2 separate regions of the Zea mays genome follow, and region 1 is linked to region 2. Evidence: chromatin contacts called from public Hi-C data. All regions are on one chromosome and are shown on one strand. The core of a region is the stretch at or near the end of the contact, and the rest is flanking DNA. Distances in the headings are between cores, read along the strand shown. Region 1 holds the start of LOC100136880 (respiratory burst oxidase-like protein D). Region 2 has its middle 36 kb from the start of LOC100136880.

Region 1 (4,458 bases), core at 405-2,904, 35 kb before region 2:
ACCCCATCACCTGGAACACGTAGCGCTGCCGGTACTGGATGAACTTCCAGGCGAACAGCCCCGCGCAGATGCACAGCCACAGAAGCATCACCCACACGCGCCGCCAGTTGTCCTCCAGGAAGTACTGCGCGCGCCGGTACCACCGCCGGAGAGGGTTCGGCTCCGCCGTCGGACGGAGGCTCTGGCTCAGCATCTGGCTCAGGTTCCGGCTGTTGGTCGTGCCGATGCGCACCGACTGGCTCGGCGCCTGCAGGAGCAGCATCTCCAGGTTGTACAGCTCGATGTAGCCCAGGTTGCCCGGGTCCAGCTCCTCCATGATCAGCCGGGCGTACTCCTCCGCCTGATCCGTGATCTTCGAAAGCTTGTTCGCCGACGCGCTCAGCGTGATGATCTGCGGCCGGGAGAGGAAGAAGCATTTGGTTATTTGGATTTCTGTTCTAGCTTGGGGCCACGGCGACGGCGACGGCGACGGCTTAACCAACTGGAGAAAGGCTGTTGACGGAGTTACCTCTTTGACCTCCTCCTCGGTGATCCTTCCGTCGGCGTCCTTGTCCACCCTGCAGGGGCAAACCGATCGATGGTATTATTACTTGCTGTGTGTGGTGGAGAAAGGCTAGTAGCAGCAACATGCAGTGAATCAATCGTACATGTCGAAGAACGTCTGCAGCCGGCCGTCGAAGCTGGTGTCGGAGATTTGGTCCCAGAACTCGAGCAGCTCCGCCTTGCTGATGCTGTCGCCGGAGATGTTGCGGCGCCGCGACAGCGCGTCGAACAGCTCGCCGGCGAACTCCGGCTCCTTCATCCCTGTAGACAGACAGTGGTGTTCATATACCCATCATATATCGTAATCAACACGCGACAAAGACAAAAAGCCGATGGAAACGCTCGATCGAAAGATGCTCGCTCGACCAATTCTCCTGGCTCCGACCACTCAGGCACTCACTCACCGATGCACTGGCCGAACTTGGACCGGTGGAGGAGGCCGTTCTCGGCGAGCTTGTCGAAGCGCCTCTCGACGGCCTCCCATCCGGCGGCGCCCTCGGCCTTGCTGATGAACTTGAGCCCCTTGAGCGCGTGCGCGGCGGCGGACTTGGAGCGGTCGATCCGGGGCCCCGCGGCGCCGCGGCGGTTGATGGAGGCGATGCGGCGGAGCTCCTGCGACACCTGCTTGATCCGCGACGAGGCGTTCCGGATGACGGAGTGGCCGTAGGACGAGGAGCGCCGGCTCTCGAGCGTGCGCGCCAGCAGCGTCACGTCCGGGTCGTCGCCGCCCGCGCCGGCGCCGGCGCCGGCGCCGCCGCCGTGGGCGGGCTTGACGCTGTGCACCGCCACCGAGTCGTCGCGCACGTCGAGGGTGATCTCCACGTAGTCGTCGTCGTCGTTGTTGTTGTTGTTGTTGGCGGAGGCGCGCGGCGGCGGCGCGGACAGCGGCGCCGACACGGACTCCGCGAACCGCGCGCTCTTCCGGGCGCCCGACTTCTTGCTCAGCGGGCCGCTGTGCGGGATCACCCGCCCCTCGGCGGTGGCGGACGACGACATCTCGACGATGTCCCCGCCGCCCGGCCTGGGGTTATGCATGGCGACCGGCACACCGGCAGCTCTAGCTCTTTGCGTCAGCTGCTGATACGGAGGTTACGAAGGAACGAACGAAACGCTTGTGCGGAGGGGGGCCGGTGCAGCGTGGGAGGGAGTCAGGGAGGAGGAACGGGGAACGGGAGGCCCAGGGACGGACGTTGCGTTTGCGAGGAGGGGACGGAGGGGCGGTGAGCTTTATAGCCCGTATCGGGACTGGGTCAGGGCGCGCGTTACGTTTTACTAGTCGTCGTCGCTGGCGCTGGCGCCGCCGCCGCCGAGCAGTGTGGTGGGGACGGGACGGAATGGGGCGAGGTTGTTGTGGGAAACTGGGAACAGAGGTGTGGTGTGCTCTTGGTGACGGAGCACGGGAGAAAAATCGCGGGGTCAAGAGACGGCTGACGCGGAAAACATTGCGGCTGCTGCTTCCTCCAAAAGTCCAAATCCTCCTCGCCTCGTCTTCGCCCAACCCAATATCCCCCGTGGCCGGTTCGGGCGCTGGGGCCCCGCCGGCCGGCCTCCGTCTCGACAGGGTCCGCCGTTGTACGCACGCGGTGTGTCGTATGCGGCGCGGTGCGTATCTAGTAGTAACGTACGTGTCCGCGTCCGACGTGAGCGCGTGCCTGCTGGCTGGCTGGCTGCTGCTCACCTCTCCGCTGCCCTGTCTCTGCTGCGTATGGACACGGAACCAGACCTCCGACTTTTGTCTTGCCTCCGATGGATTAACGGCTCTGCCTGCATTTGGGCACGGAAAGGAAAATGCGATTTCCACGGAAAAAAAAACCCGGCCTTAATAGTGTCTACGTTCATACCCTGTAAACATTGACGTTGGTGACGGCTTAACCACATACGTTATACATAAGACCCTCCTCTCCTTGCAAAGTCCAACGATTACGATCATGTTTGTGTCCACACGTAATTTTCTCTTACAATATAATGTCTCATTTGTTGAGTATCAAAATTGTCCGGATTATTCGCCGTAGCGACACGGACCGTCCACACGTGTGCAGAATCAGTCGTTTGGTTGGTTTCCCTGGACCTGCAATTACATCCATCCATCCGTAAACCAGTGTTTGTTTGGTTAGTTGCGTTCCGAGAATCTGGTCAGATCGAAACTCAAAGCGCGCGAGCCAAGCCAGCGGGAAACATCCCCGTTTTTTGTTTACAATTTAGCCATTTTTTGTGTTTTTTTGCACAGATATGTCCTTTGCAGTTTCATTTTTAAAAATGGACTCCAACCTCGATGTCATCATCATTGGCGTCGAGCTAACGCAAAGCGGCGCAACTAACATTGGCGCCAAGCCGCCAAACATGCCTACGTGGCAGGCGGATGTGGCAGAGGTTTAGGGGTGAGCGTCGACCCCTGAACGACGTTGACACGTGTCAGGGGGTCGGCGGCAAGATCTATGGCGCCGACCCCCTTTAAACCGGCGTCCAGCAATTTTCTCAGTCTCTTCTTCCTCGTCATCTCCGCCCACGCCGCGCCTCCCCCGCCGCACCCGGTCGGCCCGGCCGCCTCTCCACCGCCTCCCCCTTCGCCGCCTCTCCCTCCGCCCCGCTCCCGGTCGGCCCGCGCCGCCCATTCGCCGGCCCACCGCCTCCGCACCCGGCCTGCCCGACCGAGGCCGCCCTGCCCCGCCCCCGGCAGTCGAGGTATTAAATTTGTCATTTTAAGTATAATTAGTTCTTTGTTATTAATTAATAGTTATTTAGCAGTTAGTTATTAGGTGGTTGCAAAAGGTAAACGATACTATAGCAGTGACCGGCATACCACGTATGCCCAACAATAATTTGTTGAATGACTCGGCCGTGTTACTACATTGGAACTCATATCTCCATCCACCTAAGTCGTGAGCTCTCGTCCACTTCTCCAAATCTGGTATCAATCGAGTCAACCAATCTCTGCCTTCGACATTTGTTGCGACTTTGAGCTTATCTAACTTTTCCCTAAAGAACTTGTCTTCCAGCTGGTGACATGTCTTCTGGAAAAGCTCAAAGTTATCCTTCACACCATCCTTGTGCAGAAGATTCTCAGCAAGGTGTCGAGTACACCAGCGGTGATGCAAAGGAGGGTACCCATCGATCTGCTCACGGACCGCATTGAGTATTCCCTGGTGCTGATCTGATATTACACCAACTTCCTGTCCTGGACCAACCACATGTATCCGGACCATTCGCAAAAACCACCCCAAACTATCTTTGTTCTCTTTCTCAACCAGAGCAAATGCCAGGGGAACTAGCTTGTTGTTCGCATCACCGGATATGGCAATTAGAAGCGTGCCCTGGTACTTGCCAAGAAGAAACATGTCATCAATTGAAAAGATAGGACGACAATGCCTGAAGGCATCCACACACTGGGGAAAGCACTAGAACGCACGGAAGAATATATGCCTCCCATCAATCCATGCATTTGGTTTAGGGATGTACTCATAATGCATGCTTGGATTAACCGCCTTCATTGCATATAGAAGAACAGGTAGTTGCTTGTACCCAGACTCCCAGTCCCCATATATCATCTTCCATGCACACTGCTTAGCCATCCAAGCTTTACCATATGTTATCTTATACCCATCATACACATTCTCCATAATCCTCATGATTGTCCTAACCTTCATATTTGATTCCGACTGCAGTATTCCCATAAGCTGCTTCCCAATGAGGGTAGATGTCAATTGGCGACGTTTCATCGTTAACTCATGTTCAACACAGGTGTGTAGCCCCACTACTTTTGTTATCTTCCACTTTGCGGTGATCTTTTGTATCATAGCATAGACCCTCCATGCACAGTTATCCTTGTCGCATACAACCGTGTAACGACGTTTCTCGTACGAATGAAGTACTCTATACGGCCTCTTACGTAAGACTGCATAATGCTGCAACCACCTC
Region 2 (4,685 bases), core at 29-2,528:
AAGCAAGTGCTCAAACCAAGAACATATCAGCGAAATAGTGATCTCATGATTACAAAATGTTCCTAATACTCACATGTGACCAGCAAAACAAACAGATCGCAAATTGGACACCGAAAAGTCCGAAATGGTCTAAAACAGTATCACGAGCAAGTGTTGTTTTCAGCAGTACGAAATTCTGTTTTTAAATTCAAAACCGAAACAAACGAACTCCGATTGAGATGAAATTTTACATATATCTGAGCAAATATGTTTTTCAAGATCTCCACAAATTTTGAGCTCAATCGGACTTGTGAATCAACCGTAGATTTAAAAATACAGCAAGAAATTCATGTTTTAATTTGTTGGGAGTTTTTTTAGAACGAGTTGAAACTGAGTTTTTCTCAAATCGCAACCAAAATCTGCAACAACTAGGTGTATGCAGTGGTATGAGGAGTTCACCACCAATCAATCTTTAAGTCAAATCCTCTCAAAGGAGTCAAATGTTTAAAAAGCACAAGATCGAAAAAAGTGAGAAAGCAAAACTAGAAAACTTCGAAAATTCTGTGCACCGACGTGACAGACACCCGGCCCAGCTAGCTAACCAGTCCGTACGTACACGGCGGGTCGCCGTGCTAGCTGTGCCGCCGTCGGCCGCGATCGAGCTCTCCGGCGACATCGTACCCCGTGCACGCGTGGCACGCGCTGCCAAAATGCCAACGGCCTTGACCGGCTGGGCAGGCAGCAGGCGTCGCTTTAGTGCGTTCCATCTGCTGCGCTGCTGGCGCTAGCTGCACGGATACGCGCGGGACCGATCTGTCGCGCGCCAAGGCTTCGTCGTTATCGTTTCCTGCTGTTCAGACCTGGAGATGGAGGATGAGCGTCACGGTCTCTCACTCGTCAGGGAACTCCAGCCACGGATTGGTGGAAGCTAGTTAGGCGGTCACTGGCCGAGGCGCGGCGGGCGGCCGGCTAGCTGCACTACGAACTCGAAACGGAATCCGGCAACCGGCAGACGTCGACGGCCACGTACGGGCTAGCTGCTGGGTCCGCACCTACGCTGCGGCGCACGCGACGGCACACGCGACGTTGACATAGAGGCTGTTTGTTCGTGGCTAAATGTGTCATACTTTGCCTAAGGTTAGTCGTTCGAATTAAAGAACTAACCTTAGACACAAAAGTTAGGCAAAGTGTGATAAGTTAGCCATCAAACCAAACAGCCTAGTCTAGGCGTGGTAGGTGGTGGAACGATGAATGCAATGCAACGCCGTACGTCTGACCAGGTAGGGTAGCAGCGGGCGGTTCCGCGCAGGTGAATTCAGCGTGCACGTACGTAATAGTAGTTCCGACGAGCTGGCCGCGCCGTAGTAGTGTGGGCGTGTCGTGTGTGGCGGTCTGGCGGATTCTGTGTGCACCACATCCGTGACGTGATTGGTGATACCGACGGATATGTATACAGTGGAGTACGTGGCACCTTCTCTTTTTTTTTTACGAAATATAGAGGGCAGATGGTGATTTCACTCGATCGTAAAGAAAATCTTCGTTGTTGACGGTCCTAATAAACACGCGCCTTTACTGACGTAATTTCTAACTTTCACCAATAAAAAAACTGTGCGTTTCACTAACGCGCGTCTGCAGGAGCTGACGGCTCACTGTTTATTGTAAATATATTTGCTCGGGCAAGACCTGATCTAGTTTTTTTTCAGAGATGGCTTAATACCAATAAATCGCATGTAAAACTTTTTTTAAAAAAAATACAAAATATTCTCTCCGTTTTATCGCTAAACTTTACCTAATCCGAAGGAACCCAAATATACAGCGTACACAATCCGAAGGAACGCAAATATACAATGTACACAATTATACATGAATTTTCTATTATATTAAAGCACCAGTTTCAACGGTTCTTTCGCGTCATCTTTTTACAAATAATCTCTCACATCTATTTCAAATTAACCCGCTGCACGCCTGTCCACTATAAGAGCTACAGTCATTTTCGGCGGCCTTAGGCTTATTTTCGGCGGTTACTGGCCGCCAGAAAAAATTAGCCGAAAATAAGGCTATATTTTCGGCGGCCAGAGTCCAGCCGCCGAAAATAACTTACTTTCGGCGGCTAGCAGACAACCGTCGAAAGTAAAGTGTTATTTTCGGCGGCTACTACCTGGCCGCCAAAAATAGTCAACTTTCGGCGGCTCGCCTCCTGGCCGCCGAAAATCCACGCTTGCCGAAAATAGTATTCTTTATATTCGGCGGCCAGGGAAGGCCGCAAAAAATTTTAGAGCAAAAAATTTTGAAAAAAAATGCAAAAAATAACAGCAAATTCATCAACAATATAACCACAACATAAAATGACAGTCCATACAACATCCACAATACATAAACATTAAATCCACAATTCACAAATAGTCCACAACATAAAATTGGAGTCCATTACAACATCCGAGTTCACAAACAGTCCATACAACATAAAGTTCACAAATAGTCCATTACAACACACAATTCGGCACAAAACTAACACCATCACATATCGGGGTCGTTGGAGTTGTGAACACTACCTTCAGAAGCGAAAAACTCGTTGACGAAGTCATGTAACGGGTTTGGATTCTAAAGAAAAAGAAGACATTATTAATAACGACAGTGTTTACATGCATGCCCACTATTCAAACAAATTGTTTGTCAAACTAACTGAGAGCACCTAGAGGGGGTGAATAGGTGATCCTGTAAAAACTTGAAACTTAATGCCACAAAACTTGATTAGGAGTTAGCACAATTAAGCCAAGTGGCTAGAGAGGAGAACTTGCACAACACGATAACCACAAAGAGATCAACACAGAGATGGCACAGTGGTTTATCCCGTGGTTCGGCCAAGTACAAAACTTGCCTACTCCACGTTGTGGCGTCCCAACGGACGAGAGTTGCACTCAACTCCTCTCAAGTGATCCAATGATCAACTTGAATACCACGGTGTTCTTTTTACTTTGCTCTTTTCCCGTTTACGAGGAATCTCCACAACTTGGAGTCTCTCGCCCTTACAATAAGAATCAATATGAAGCACAAGAGTAAGGGAGGGAAGCAACACACTCAAAACCACAACAAATACGCACACACACGATCAAGACTTGAGCTCAAAACAATATCTCAAGGTTCTCACTAGAACAGAGCTCAAATCACTAAGAATGTCGAACTAGTGCGCAAGAGTGAAGTGTGAATGATCAACAATGCTCAAAGGTTGCTTGGTGTTGTCCTCCATGCGCCTAGGGGTCCTTTTTATAGCCCCAAGGCAGTTAGGAGCCGTTGAGAGTATTTCAGGAAGGCAATTCTTGCCTTCTGTCGCCTGGCGCACCGGACACTGTCCGGTGCGGATCTCCTTCCTTATTTGGCGAAGCCGACCGTTGGCGCTTTGGAGCCGTTGGCGCACCGGACACTGTCCGGTGCACACCGGACAGTCCGGTGCCCCCTTCCGACCGTTGGCTCGGCCACGTGTCTCGCGCGGATCGCGCGGCCGACCGTTGGCCCGGGCGACCGTTGGCTCACCGGACAGTCCGGTGATTTTTAGCCGTACGCCGTCAATCACTTCCCGACAGCAGCAAGTTTGCCTGAGCCAGCCTGGCGCATCGGACACTGTCCGGTGCACCACCGGAGAGTCCGGTGCACCCAGACAGAGCTGACTTTGGCTGAACAAAGCCATCTTTAATTTCAACTTGATTTTTCCTGTTTCCAACACTTAGACACAATACATTAGTCTCTAAAACAATGTACTAAGTCTGAGAAACATACCTTTATACTTGATTTGTACTTTGTCCACCTTTTAACACTTAGGCACTTGTGTTGGACACTAAATCACCAAAATACTTAGAAATGGCCCAAGGGCACATTTCCCTTTCAATCTCCCCCTTTTTGGTGATTTATGCCAACACAACATAAAGCAAGTAGAACACGTGCAAAATCAATTCAAATAAGAACTCAAGATTGTTTTGATTCAAATTTGACATATATGGATCATTCTTTGCCACCACTTGGTTTGTTTTTGCAAATCAAACTCAATTTCCTATCTCTAAGTCAAACGCACATGTTGAAACATAAAGAGAGATATTTCACGAGAAATTGATCAAGGATTCAAAAACTCCCCCTTTTTCCCATAATTAAGCCTTCTCCCCACAAGAGACCAATTTTTGACAATAAGAGGCAAACAAGAGTATTTTGACAAACGAAAACTCTAACTCTGCTATTTTCAAAATTCACAAGTGGTAGCTGATCCATTTATTGCTTTGGCCTTATTTTCTCCCCCTTTGGCATCAAGCACCAAACGGGATCAATTTTGGCCCTTTAACCCCATTGCCTCACCAAAATCTTCAATTAAGAGTAAAAAGGCAATAAGAGTACAAGAATGAACTTGGAATAAGTTACTCTTTCATCGGAGTGCAGTGGAAGTCTTGCATGGTCCAAGTCCACCTTTTCCCTTTCAAACCTCCTTTGAGACTAAATTAAGCAAACTCAAGCACACAGTTAGTATCAAAGGGTCAAGTTGTAGCACATCTCCCCCTAAATATGTGCATCACTTACAAGTGGACTTGTGAGGTCCGGGGAGTGTTTGTACAACTTGAGCACCATAAATAAACAACAAAATGCTTAAGGAACATGATCAAGGCATAAAACACAACACATGTATGCTATAAATCAATCCAGGTTCCGCGAATCTAAGACATTTA

Evidence for each region. A called contact is a pair of places that touch in the nucleus more often than the background predicts.
Region 1: a contact with region 2 is called in a Hi-C map of endosperm, with 4 times the contacts expected there. The contact joins the promoter of LOC100136880 here to the enhancer-like site in region 2. A contact is called at or near these places in 9 of 25 Hi-C or Micro-C datasets (bundle sheath, ear, endosperm and 2 more).

What each region holds. Positions count from the first base shown.
Region 1 is chr4:197,886,623-197,891,080 of Zm-B73-REFERENCE-NAM-5.0, reverse strand. LOC100136880 (respiratory burst oxidase-like protein D) reads right to left here and starts at 1,654. Exons shown (of 8, transcript NM_001164287.1): 1 at 948-1,654; 2 at 648-804; 3 at 509-557; 4 at 1-391. The coding sequence starts at 1,578.
Region 2 is chr4:197,851,169-197,855,853 of Zm-B73-REFERENCE-NAM-5.0, reverse strand. No RefSeq gene overlaps it. Among protein-coding and RNA genes, the nearest start is that of LOC100136880, 36 kb to the left of the region's middle. Within about 2 kb of position 1,278, at least 19 of the 20 cell types and tissues checked have an H3K27ac peak or open chromatin away from gene starts, as enhancers often do. A contact at or near this core is called in bundle sheath, ear, endosperm and 2 more, where this site is marked.